Regions from separate parts of the Zea mays genome. Here region 2 is linked to region 1. The links are chromatin contacts, called in public Hi-C maps. All regions are on one chromosome and are shown on one strand. Each heading gives the region's core, a stretch centred on a gene start, on an enhancer-like site or on the middle of the called end of the contact. The rest is flanking DNA. Distances are from core to core; before and after follow the strand shown. Region 1 has its middle 17 kb from the start of LOC111589267. Region 2 overlaps LOC100216667.

Region 1 (6,409 bases), core at 733-3,232:
TAAGAATGTCGAACAAGTGTGCAAGAATGAAGTGTGAATGATCAACAATGCTCAAAGGTTGCTTGATATTCTCCTCCATGCGCCTAGGGGTCCCTTTTATAGCCCCAAGGCAGCTAGGAGCCGTTGAGAGCATTTCAAGAAGGCAATTCTTGCCTTCTGTCGCCTGGCGCACCGGACAGTCCGGTGCACCACCGTACACTGTCCGGTGCGGATTTCTTTCCTTCTTTGGCGAAGCCGACCGTTGGTGCTTGGGAGCCGTTGGCGCACCGGACACTGTCCAGTGCACACCGGACAGTCCGGTGCTCCTTCTGACCGTTGGCTCTTGCCACGCGTCGCGCGCGGATTATGCGGTCGACCGTTGGCCCGGTCGACTGTTGGCTCACCGGACAGTCCGGTGCACCACCGGACAGTCCGGTGATTTATAGCCATACGCCGTTAATTGCTTCCCGAGAGTAGCCAGTTGACAGACGCCGGCCTGGTGCACCGGACACTGTCCGGTGCACCCAGACCGAGCTGTCTTTGGCTGATCAAAGCCATCTCTTTTCCAACTTGATTTCTTCTGTTTCCATCACTTAGACACAATACATTAGTCTCCAAAACAATGTACTAAGTCTTAGAAACATACCTTTTTACTTGATTTGCACTTTGTCCATCACTTTGCATAGATTAACACAAGTCCACTTGTGTTGGCACTCAATCACCAAAATACTTAGAAATGGCCCAAGGGCACATTTCCCTTTCAGTACCCCTAATTACTGTACCTGACAAAGGGTGTTCCTACGACTTATACAAATATATCTAGTTGCAATCCAACTAGTCTAAATCGCAGAACTTTGAACTTTTTACTCTCTCTAACTCATATTACTGTTTTTACTCAAACTAGCTCCAAAAGTGTGTTTTGTTGAATCCGAGTTGGAGGCGGCCGGCTGGCGCGGCAGCGACAAAGCGATGGAGGTCGCGGTGGCTGCCAGTGGTGCGCCGAAGAAGGATTTTGCCGAGAAGGCGAGGCTAGTTGTGGCTAGCTTACTGGCTCCTGCGCGGACGAAGATGGTGAGGAGCATGGGGCGCACGAGGGAGAGGGACGACACACTATTGGAGGGTGCGCGGGGAAGGAGAGGTAGGCTAGGCTGGAGCGAGAGGTGGAGAGGGAGAGGAAAGGGAAGGACCCTTAACGTATTTGGATAATTTTCGCGTATATGTGTTGACACGCGAGAGCGCCGCCATACGCGGAAACGCGGAGAGGGCCTTGAAATCCCCCGATTTTAATAGAGTATATGTAGATGTTCTGTTGGCCGCATTCACCAGCTGGGTGGAGAGGCCGAAACAATGTTCCTTTATCTAAAAATGTATATTATGGGTCCGTTTGGGAGGGCTTCACTTCAAGATTTTTGGGTTCGTTCTAGCTTCTTCTATACGAACATGTCTAGCTCTATGAGCTATAGCTTTGAAAAAAATCAAAACTAGAGGTCAGCTTCATAAAATTCACCAAGCTTCTCAAAGGGTGCCTCACAAACAGTGTTTTCATACATTCTCATTAAGTTGCACGAAAATTACCCACCATGCCACACAACTACACAACATATCGTTTTGGTTCTCTCGTGACAGCCCACTAATCTTCAAGGATAATCCAGGAAACTCACACAAATTAATTATATTATAGAATCTTGAGCCTATGTACAAGCAAGACACTTCTCAAACCTAGCTCAAAAATTTATTAAAGTTATTTTATAGTGAAGCTGTAAAACGGAAGGTGAAAATTTTAAAATAAAACACTTCCAAACATTATTCTTTAGTGCGCGAACTGTTGAGCGGGCAGGCCCATGCGCTTGCATGAGCGGAGCGGAGTTCAGTGCGCGAGAGCTGGCCCATGCGCGAGCTGCGGAACGGGCCGGTGAGCGAGCTGCGGAGGGACTGAGCGAGTCAGGGAAATTTTGGTGGTCGGCAACCTGCCTGTGCCTCAGTGCCTGGTCCGACATGGGCTGGTATTCTTGGGCCCTTGATGGACAGAATTAGTACGGCCTTTACGGGCTTGAATTGGTGGTGAGCTAAGAGGCCGAGAGGGGACCGATACGAAGAAAAGCAGTCCGCCGTTATTGACGGCGATCCTTCCCCATGTCGGCTAACCAATGCAAATAAAAATTTTCAATATTTCATAGTAGCCTCATTAGACCGTAGATCTCTATGGTATATCCAGACAATATGTAGGAACATAAACTGAAACATTCTGGAGCTACAAAGATAGTTATTAAATTGTTAGCACCACATAAAAGCACTCCCCCCTAGAGTAGCTATTAACACGAATAACAGAAACTCTGTTATAGTCATTTCTATACATTTAGGGTGCGTTTGGTTGCGGGACAACCAGGACAGGGACGCCTCCTGGCGTCCTCTCTCGTCCCTCCAATTTTGAGAGATAACTGGGGACAGTTCTGTCCCAACCCCTGACCCTGAAACAAACAATCTTATTTGAGGGATCGTCCCGTCCCATCCCGTCATGTCATTGCAATCAAACGCATAATGTACTCTTCGGACGTACAGACTAAATTACCTTATTCTCGTATGTAATAAGAGAATTCTCCAATGAGAATTAGGGATCAGATCTTCATTGTTATCTCTGTTCATCATACTGATGCAGTTGATATTGTTGAGAACCCATAATGAAGGGTTATGTGGGCAAATACCGAATATAGCTCTGAGGGCTATCGCGTCTCTAGATATAGAACATGTACTCCTCATATGGAACAGAGATCAAAAAGAGGCCAGAGGTCCAACCATATATCCAGTGTCTCGTGTGTTTCCTCTGTCGTGCTTATGGGAAGGGAGACGGGTTCTCTACAGCTTCTTGCGCCTCTACTGCTGACGGGAGGGAAGGGAGCGGATCTGGTGATCCGTGGTAACATAGTTCTCAACACGTTATCAGCATGCTCTACCTCGATGTTGCTGCGGACCCGATCTGCATCGACTCTCCACCACGCCGGCAGGTCCTCGGCCTAGCCGAACTGTCCTACGCGACAGGCTTCGATTCCCTTCGACGCAATCGAGTGGTATGGAATTTCAGATCTATAGTTCACGGTGCAAAAAGGCAACTTTGCTGGCGGCGCTCGCCAGCCGCTAGTCACACCTCGCATGGCCGCGTCATAAACTCTGCTCCCATGTCTCTGCGTCGTTGGCGTAAAATACCGTGGACAACGCGCAGGGCATAGAAATCACGCGCGCCGCCGAGGCTTCCGTAGCCGCGACTAGAAGATCGCTGCCGAGGCTTCCGTAGGGCAGACCGCATGCAACCTTGCGTGAAGCCTAAAAAAAGGATCTTGCAACCGAATGCATGGATGAGGAAAAGAAAAGGATCTTTACACTCACCCTGCTTCGCTCCGGTCTCGTCTTATTGACCGGGCCCTCGCCCTTTTTATCCCACCGGTCAAACAAGTGATGCAGCGCTCATCACACACCATCAATGCGCATGCAGAAATGTCGTTGCATGGATGAGGTCACAACCGTGTGGCGTGTGCATGCAGTGGCCATCGTGCATGCTCTGGTCAACAAAGGCCGAGAGAGCAGTTGAGCCTTGCATGTTTCTTGCGCAATTAGAGGTCGTGGTCAAAGCGGTTGCATGCGGCCACTGCAGCAATAGGATCCATGCTTAAGAAATAGAAAATGAAAAGGTGGATTTGGTGCATTGTGCGCGCAAAAACAGATACGTGGGAGCAGAGAAAGAAATAGAATCTTAATGTGATTTACAATTTCTCATAAATTGCGGTTGGATTTATACATGTTTTAATACATGTGCTATACTATTTTATTCTATTTTTCTGCTGAACATAACAAATAGAATAAAAACTTGTTTTATATTGCAGTTTCTACATCAATAATCATTTCCTGCAGTAAATAATACATGCTTAAGTATGGGAAAATATCTTTTGCACCTGATGTGCTTATGCGAATGCTTTAATTCTATTATCGTTTTTCTGCTTTATTTTTTATAATAAATAATTAGCAGAAAATAATTAAATTGCATGTGAAGGCTATGTTGCGTATTTTTAAACCGCTCTAAACATTTGTGGTGCGTTGAGTTTCTGATTCACGCCGAGCGATTAAATATTATAGAGGGTACTCGGACACACTGATCAAACTATGTTATTATCGGCTGAGTTATGTCATTAGCTGAATATTGACTGCGCCTTGGCAACACGACGCAATATTTGTGCCGTTCGAACTTGATTGCGTCATGTGATTGCTATGTCGCACTCTCGCTTAATCGGACCACTCCAGTTGAGTCAGACCATCATTGTCGAGCCGCATATTTTTTGCATGCCCCGTAGGCAATGTCTGTCTGCCGCGAGCCACAATTGCGCCTGTTGCGCACGTTGCATGGATTTATCGTGTACCCCAATTACCGAGCCATAATTGTGTCTGTTGCGCTTATTACAGAGGCTTACTATACTATCGTAGCCCTGATGGCCACACACGCGTTGACGCCAGATCCGCTAGAGCTTGTACTCGCATGGATTATGGTGGGTTGTTCAAGGTCCTGAAGTCACATTATGTGCAACCTTCGTAAACAATTTTGTTTTCACTCTATATTTTGTTTGATTGTGTTGTGTGGCATCGTATATTTATATATATCGCCAAGTGGCCATAACAACTATATTAAATCTGGGAAATTAAATCGAAATACAATGAAACACAGATAAGTTAAATCTCTGCTCTCTCCTCGTGCATAAAATTTTATCCGAAGTAACCTGAAGAAATTCAATACTAATGCATGAAAGCCTTTTTGGCACAGAAAACATCACAAATTGGGATTTTATTAGTAAGCAATAAGACCTTGTCAGATGAATAAATGCTAGAATCTCAGTCATACATTACTCAACCAGATGTTGGCACATTGCTATTTGTCGCTGAACGGCATGAAGCGAACTTTGAGATAAATGACTAGTACCTTAGCAACACGAAGTTGCGAGTACATCAAAAGGTAATTCTGAGATTTTTTCATAATGTTTGTGTGAAAACCATTGTGTGTTCTCGTCGAACCACTTTACTCGTCCTATCTAGGACTTCTATGCTTGTGTTGCATACATCTCTCAGAATTGTAAATACTTATAGTCATTGAATTGACTTGGGATAGTCCTTTGACTGGTATGGTATACACTATAAGCTAAATGGTAAAGGTCGGTCCTGAATGGACACATACCTGGGGTTTATGTAACCGAACTACACTGAATTCCACCCTTTGGTATGCTTACCATTATCTACCTCCGATCTACCAGAAGTGAGAAGAGTAGACAAATAACTATGAAATCCCACATCACCACAGAGCTTGAAGCTAAATTAGACATTAACATATTCTTGGTCCTCGGAGCCAGAAGAGCCATATGTCTTGACCACTAGACTACTAGTGATGATAATTTGTGATAGAAATATGAAGATCTTGTAGAGACCTGTTGTATCCTCTCTACTCCTGATGATTTCTTCGTACGAGAACAGTACTATCTGTTGTTGAAGATGGATCCTAGGCGGATACCAGTATTGTTTCGTTCTTGCCAAGCATTTATCATCATTTGCTTCATCAAAAGCTAGTTATATGGTGATTTTTCCCAGATAAAATGAATTCTTGGCCTTGTCTGTTCTATTCCAAAGCTTCTCTTTTTGCTGAACAATGAAGAGATCGAAATAATGCTATATAGAACAATTTGGTATATAATATGAGGAGAAATATTTGCCCTGCTAGCAACACCACAAATTAATAACTATTGTTATAAATTCTCTCTCAAAATTATAATACCTAAAAATGTTGCATAAACCGATACCCAATTTCAGAACAGTATGAGTAATTGGATAAACCATGGGCAATAATAAAACGAGCTGGACTATACATCTCTGCATATAAAAGTCTCTGCTTGGCAGCATTGGCATGATGTCGTGCACTTTACTACCAATATAAACACACATTTTCCTATGTGCCTCAAAGCACAATGCAACCAGTGAATGTCTTTGTGAGTGTTAGACCCTGATGGTCATTTTACTTGTTGATCTGAAGTCAACTAATGGCTTCAAATGACGAATGGTATTCATGAGCCCCTAAAGAAGACTTATGGATAAAATAGTGTTGTGCATGTTAGTCTAAACCTTAATGATTGACTGTGCATTTGGTAATAATAACAATAAGTTTGTAGAATTGTAACCATGAAGCAACTTGTTGTTGCGTGTCTCGCTGGATGTTGAGACTAACCCTTCATGTGAAGGACAAATATGTAGTATTCATGCCTCTACATTAATATAAGTCCAAAGCTCACTGCATAAAACCCCTATCTGTAATGTGCGTAAGATTTCCCAAATAAATCACCACAATAGCATACATTGGCCACAACTGGATGATTGTGGTTGGGGATTTTATCTGTATGCTTTTAAA
Region 2 (6,335 bases), core at 1,304-3,803, 550 kb before region 1:
GGGCGTCATCAGATAGCGTCCGGTGAGGAGCGCTAACGTAGTTTCATGGGCCCGTATTGATTTACGGTGTGATGGACTTCAGCTCTATCCAACCAAAGCCCAACTAAGGGAATCTATTAGCGCCGTGAATTGATTATGGGCCAAAAGACCTGAACCAAACAACACCTTAGTTTGGCTGATGAGAGTGGAAGACATTCTGTGACCTCGTTAGTTTCTAGAGGAGCAGATTGGAACATACTACTACCTCTGTTCTCGAATATTTGTCGTCCGCTAGTTCATTTTTGAACTAAACCGCGACAAATAAAAAAACGGAGGGAGTAGCTACCTATACTCCCTTTGGTGTTTTACCGGGGAGACTAATTAGCTTGTTTTTGACTAATTAGCTTGTTTTTCTGCCTGTAGAGAACATTTGCATGTCCACAACAGTTTAATAACCTGCTATCTGTTGCAGATTGGCGAAAGGACTGCAACTATTCTGAAGCACCTCTTTCCTGTCCCAAAGCCAGATTCAAAGCGAATAATTACATTTGCTAACAGAGACGATTACATCTCTTTCAGGTACACATTTCACTATTTATGCCATGCAGTATTTTTTTGTGACTATAGACGTAGAGCACTAGTTGCTGATTTGCTTTTGCATTTCACGAGAAGACTGGCAGTTGCTGATATGCTCTTGCATTTCATGAGAAGACTGACAGTTCCTTTTCTTTTGCCACGCAAGGCATCATGTATATGAAAAACCAGGTGGCCCCAAATCGATTGACCTGAAGGAGGTCGGCCCCCGGTTCGAGTTGCGGCTGTACCAGGTGATATAATTTTTCCACGAACACACTGTTATGTGAAGTAATATTTGGTCAGTATTAACATATTGCTCTTCTCCACCAGATCAAACTAGGAACCGTGGAACAAAAGGAAGCGCAGAGCGAGTTTGTGCTGCGGCCCTACATCAATACTGCCAAGAAGCAAAAGACGCTTGGAGCGTGAGCTACACTGCAGTACAGAACTTAATTTTTTTTTGGTCTTCATCGTTTATGCTGTAGTAGCAACATTCACAGGGTGATTAGATCAATATCTGTCAATCTAATAGAAGCCGCAATGTACCCCTGACTCGAACCCAAGCTGGCTGACTTTTTTTTTTTTGTCACGGATGTGGGTTCCACATGTCAGTCCTTTGTGTCTTCTTTTCTCTTCCATTGGTGCGTTTCCTCTTAACACGTTATAGGACAGGCTTGCCGGTCTTTCGCGATGTGAGTGTGACGATGCCTGAAGCTCTTCAGCTCTATGCTGATTGCTGAGTTGTGCCTGTGCATAGACGTCAAGCACGGCGTAGTAGGTTAAGTAACATTTTAAAAAACGCAACACATGTTTTTTTTGTTGCTTGGCTCTCTTCCAAGAACGGGCTTCAGACTTATGAAAAAGAAGGTTGTCATGTGACCAGCAACGACCACGCACAACTCCCTCTTTTTTATTTGTCGCTGTTTGATTGAAAAATAAACTAGCAAACAAATATTCAAGAACGTCGCTGTTTAGTGAAAAATAAACTAGCAGACAAATATTTAAGAACGGAGTTAATACATGTCTTCTTCCTCATGTTCTTCAGGAACAAGATTTCAGCACTCTCGCTCTTTTATGCTACTGTCACTATTGGAAGAGAAGGAATGCTAGGATATTTAGAGACGACCTAGCATCGCTTCCTTGTACTACCTCTATTATTGAATATTTATCGTCCACTAGTTTATTTTTAAACTAAATCATGGTACATAAAAAAGAACGGAGGGAGTACCATGTTTGCCAGTAAAGTTGACGCTTGCCCATGGGCCCACCGACCCTCGCCCGGCAAGCAAACTAGGCTTGTTTGGCAACAATATTTTTTTAAAACCATGGTGCAATTGTCATGATAATTGTAGTTTCGACAGCTCCAAAAATATCATGTTTTTGAGAAACATTTTTATATACAACATTATAAACCATAATATTAGACAAAAACTAGCCATGTCATAAAAACTTTGGTTTGGAGTGAAGTTTACAATACTTCAAAATACTATGGTATCTAGAATAATATGGTTTTGAAAACATAGTTTTTAGAAATCCAACCAAACATCTCATGACATAAAATACTAATATATTATCCAAAACATGATATTATATAGAAACTGTAAAAATACTTCACATTCAAAACCCTTTGTTGCCGACCTTTGGTGTAGTACCCTGTCTTCCACTTAGCTCTCCCCTTTGTTTCCTCTCCCCTCCACCCCCTTAACTCTTCTCGATAAAACTTCGATGTACCTCACATTGTAACTGTCGCCCACACGACCTTCTGCAATGAAATTCAGGTGGGAATTTTCTCCCCCATGACAGTAAAAAAACGTAACACATTTAAATTCTGAAATATTCGTTCTATAAAATATATAATCTAGAAACTAGTATACTACTAAGCTCTTGTAATCATTTAGTTAATAAATCTGATATGCTATTAAGCTCTTCTGCTCTGTGGCCAGCCGCCAGCTCATTGTGCATACGAAAACACTTTTGCACTGTGATGAACGGCCCACACGACCACCACACTGCGCATCGGTAACCCAAGGGCCCCATCGAGGACTGTACGCCTCAAGCCATACAAAAGGGATGACCTGTTTCTCGTCGCCCTCGATCCAAACACCACTAAATAAGTTTTCATGCGAGTGAAAGACACGAGTAACAGTGTTTGGCATACGGGATCAGACTGTTACAAAATATTGTATATTGTATATGTGACCAATCCAAAAGATACGACAGATTCTCCTTAAGGGACATACCCCTTAGGATACACCCCTTCACATATATATAATCAGGACTTCCCTGCAATAATAAAGTGTGGCTATCATTTTCTCTCTACGTCTCTGTGTCTCGTTACCACTGAACTCTAACACGTTATCAGCACTGCTCGCGAGAACAAAGAGAAGTTGCTGTTGGGGAAAGAGAAGGAATCGCTCGCAGAAGTTAAGAAACAAGATGTGCAGGATATAAAATTACATCGGGACACAGTAAAGTAAGCACTGATCTGATGTAATTTTCTTCAATTTCATCATGATCTTAACTTTATGGCATATGCAACGATGGCACCGTGTGCCATGGCAGCAGCCAACAAGCCCTGCGACAACATCGGATCGGGTCCTACCTAGTCCGCAATACGTTCGTCGCTCGACAGGGTTGCTTCGTGACCGTGGCAAGGACCTTCAACAGTGATCGCTGCGCCCGCGCAGGGGCCACGCTACCGCCACGTCGGTTCGAGCACTGGGGCTGAGACCGCACCGGTGCTCCGCCTGGTTGGAGGCGCCGTGCCGAGGCCACGTGCCCGCGCTGTGGTCATGTGCCGCATCCGCGCCGGGCCACGCGGGGGGTTGCCGCACCGCCGGGACCACGCCCCCGCGCGCGCCGCTAGGGGCATGCTCGTCTGAGCCGCCGGGGCCGGGGGCACGCCCGCGCGTGCCGCGGGGTGCCACGCTCCGCGCGCGTCGGGGCCGGGTGCCGCGCCCCCGAACTGCTCGCGCGCGCCGCCGGGGGGGGGGGGGGTCCTCGCCCGTGTGCGCTGGGGAACGCGCGCCGGAGCCGCGAGGGCCGCGCACCGCGCGACTACGCGCTGGGGGGCCGTGCCACGTGCCACCGTGGGGGCCGCACCCCCCGACCCGCCGGGGGCCCGCGTGCTGCCGTGCGTCGAGGACGGGGCTGCCACGCGCTAGTGGGCCTCACCCTGACCGGCGGGGCGCCACAACGCCTTGGCCGGGGGAGACCGCGCCGCCAGGGGCCACCAGCGCCTAGGCCGCCGTGGCAAGGCAGCCGTTGCCGGAGCTGCGCGCCCGCGGAGCCGCGCGCGTGGGGCTACGTCGTCGCGCCCGCTTCGTGCACCGTCGTCGAGGCCGGAGCCGGGGCAGCGCGCGCGCTGGTCAGGCCGCCCGCGCCCAGGCCGCTCGCACGCCTCCGAGGCTCCCTGACGGCGGCGGCGTTTGCTAGTGATGGCAGACAGAGGACCGGTTAGGAAACCCTAACCGCCCACATGGGCCATTCTGGCCACATGGGCCGCGCCCAGCAAAGAGATTGGGCCGTCTATGGCTGGCCACCTAGGACCAGTGTTTAATTTTTTTTCTGTACAAAATTTTAAGTACAAGACTATATGTTTTGTCCATAATTACTGTTTTTCATCAGTATTGTATCTAAAAGTTAGATATTTAGACTGCTGATGATACATGTAATATGTGCAGCATATTTTAAACATACATTACTTATCGACGGAGTTCGAGATATAGGATATGAATTGAAAGAGATTTTCAATTCAAAGTAAACTATCTTGAGTATCTTGGATACAAAGTTGTCTATATCCAACGTATATTGAAGAAATTCAATATGAAAGAATCATGGTTATTTGATTCTTTCAGATCATGAGATGTGCTATTATATCTTGCAAGAGCATCCGACCGGATATTGCTTTGCAAAGATTTGCTAGCTAACAGCACATGAGATCGAGTTATGATCTCCAGGTGTACTCATGCTCTCCTTATGTTTGGATATATTGATCTTGGATATCTATAGAAGATCCCCAGGTACAAGATCAATGACATACTTCTGGTAAGTTGGACCTCCTGTTTGATAAATATCGGTCAACAGAGATTAATGGTCACTTACACTAATCATTCTGTAGCACACTTCGTAGGATTTTACAGAATGATATACTACATACTGAGGGTATGTGGTGGTCATGATTTTATATCATTGACCTTATTATCTATGGAGATAATATTACTTTGTGTTGTTTAGATGAAAAACAAGTTACAAACTAAGTCTCTACCTTACTTCACATTTTAAATGTGTTTGAGAGCAGGTATGAGATGACGCTGTCGGGTCCCAAGTTCTCGGGCTGGTATGTTGACGCTGTCAACGGTTCGGCCGGAGCCAGGTTTGAGAGAGCAGCCCCCGAGCCTCTGCACAGGGCGAGAGGGCGATCAGGGACAGACTCGACTTTTTTACATACGCCCCTGCGTCGCCTTTCCGCAAGGAGGAGGGGGGGGGGGGAAAGCGCCATGTTGCCCTCGATGGGCGCTGAACATGGTGTTTCCGGTGAGCTGCAGGTGGGTAATCCGAGTGGACGTCCGTGCCCCATTCGTTAGGGGTCGACTAGGGGCCCAGAGGCACGCCCAAAAGTACCTGCGGGTGATCTGTCGGACCCGGTCCCCTGGCGACGGGGTCCGAGGGCTCGATGCCTCCCTCTGATGGGATTCCGTTACAAGATCGTTCCCGCTGGTCTCGGAAATGTCCTAGGGTACCTCGGGAGCGCAGCCCGAGCCTTGGCTATGTATCGAACGTACCCATGGTCATCCCTCGCTCTGTGTCTGAGGCGACTGTGAACCCTTCGGGGGCTAGCCTTCGAACCCCTGATCAGTAGTGGGCGCGGAGCCCGAGTAGCCTGAGGCGGTCGTTGAACCCTTCCGAGGGGCCGGCCTTCGAACCTCTGACCAGTAGTGGGTGTAGGGCCCACGTGATCTGAGGCGGCTGTCGAACCCTTCCGAGGGGCCAGCCTTCGAACCTCTGATCAGTAGGGAGGCTCGGAGCCTGGTTCCTTCATGGGGAAGGATCCTTTTCGGGATATCCCCCTTTCCCGGTCCCTGTTGCAAGAGAGAGAAAGAGGGAAAAAGGAAAAGGATACGAAATCGAACGACACGGCGTACCTTTTCTGACGCGGTCATTATGGCGAAGGCGAAGCGTCGCCCACTTCTCCTGCCAGAGGCGCCGCCTGTCCTGCCGCGAAGTTAATGCGGCGGGGCTAGTGGTTGGCGGGGAGGCCGTTGCGCGTGCGCGAGCTGTTCGAGGAACGGAACACGGGCGCATCGTCTTCACGCCGTGAGAGAGGGTTCTCTCGCTGCCCCCGGATGGGACGTAGGCTTGGCTGGCGACGTGACCGCTGCTCCTGCCCGCCTGCCACCGCCATTACTGCCGGCCCATTTTTGGCCGCATTGACCGTCGCGCCAGTCTGGCGCCGCTGGGTCGTGCTCTGGGTCGCCTCGAGTCGCGGTATCGGTTCCGCAGTCGAGGAGGCGCGGTGGTGGCGCAAGTGGCGGTGCAGTTGCATGCACGAAGCACTCGGCGCGCCAGTTGTATGACGCGTGGGCCTGGGCCTCCATGCCAGGCGTGTTGGGAGTCGGAGAAGTGCGCCCACTTGGCGCGGTTGCATGCCGCCTGCATGGCCGCCCGCCCTTTCGCCCGCTGGTCTGAGCAAAAGTGGAGAGTCGCTTGTAACCGCTGGGCGGTTGTACGCACCGCGCACGGCGATTTGGCTTCTTCTGCTCTGAGCCGGCTTGCATGAC

Evidence for each region. Hi-C and Micro-C count contacts between places; a contact is called where the count stands out from the background.
Region 2: a Hi-C map of ear shows a contact between it and region 1, with 4 times the contacts expected there. The contact joins two enhancer-like sites. A contact is called at or near these places in 2 of 25 Hi-C or Micro-C datasets (ear and tassel).

What each region holds. Positions count from the first base shown.
Region 1 is chr5:55,943,759-55,950,167 of Zm-B73-REFERENCE-NAM-5.0, reverse strand. No RefSeq gene overlaps it. Among protein-coding and RNA genes, the nearest start is that of LOC111589267, 17 kb to the right of the region's middle. Within about 2 kb of position 1,982, at least 16 of the 20 cell types and tissues checked have an H3K27ac peak or open chromatin away from gene starts, as enhancers often do. A contact at or near this core is called in ear and tassel, where this site is marked.
Region 2 is chr5:56,495,574-56,501,908 of Zm-B73-REFERENCE-NAM-5.0, reverse strand. It overlaps LOC100216667, which reads left to right. Exons shown (of 9, transcript NM_001143076.2): 7 at 452-558; 8 at 722-806; 9 at 886-1,139. The coding sequence ends at 984. Among protein-coding and RNA genes, the nearest start is that of LOC100216667, 7.4 kb to the left of the region's middle. Within about 2 kb of position 2,553, at least 13 of the 20 cell types and tissues checked have an H3K27ac peak or open chromatin away from gene starts, as enhancers often do. A contact at or near this core is called in ear and tassel, where this site is marked.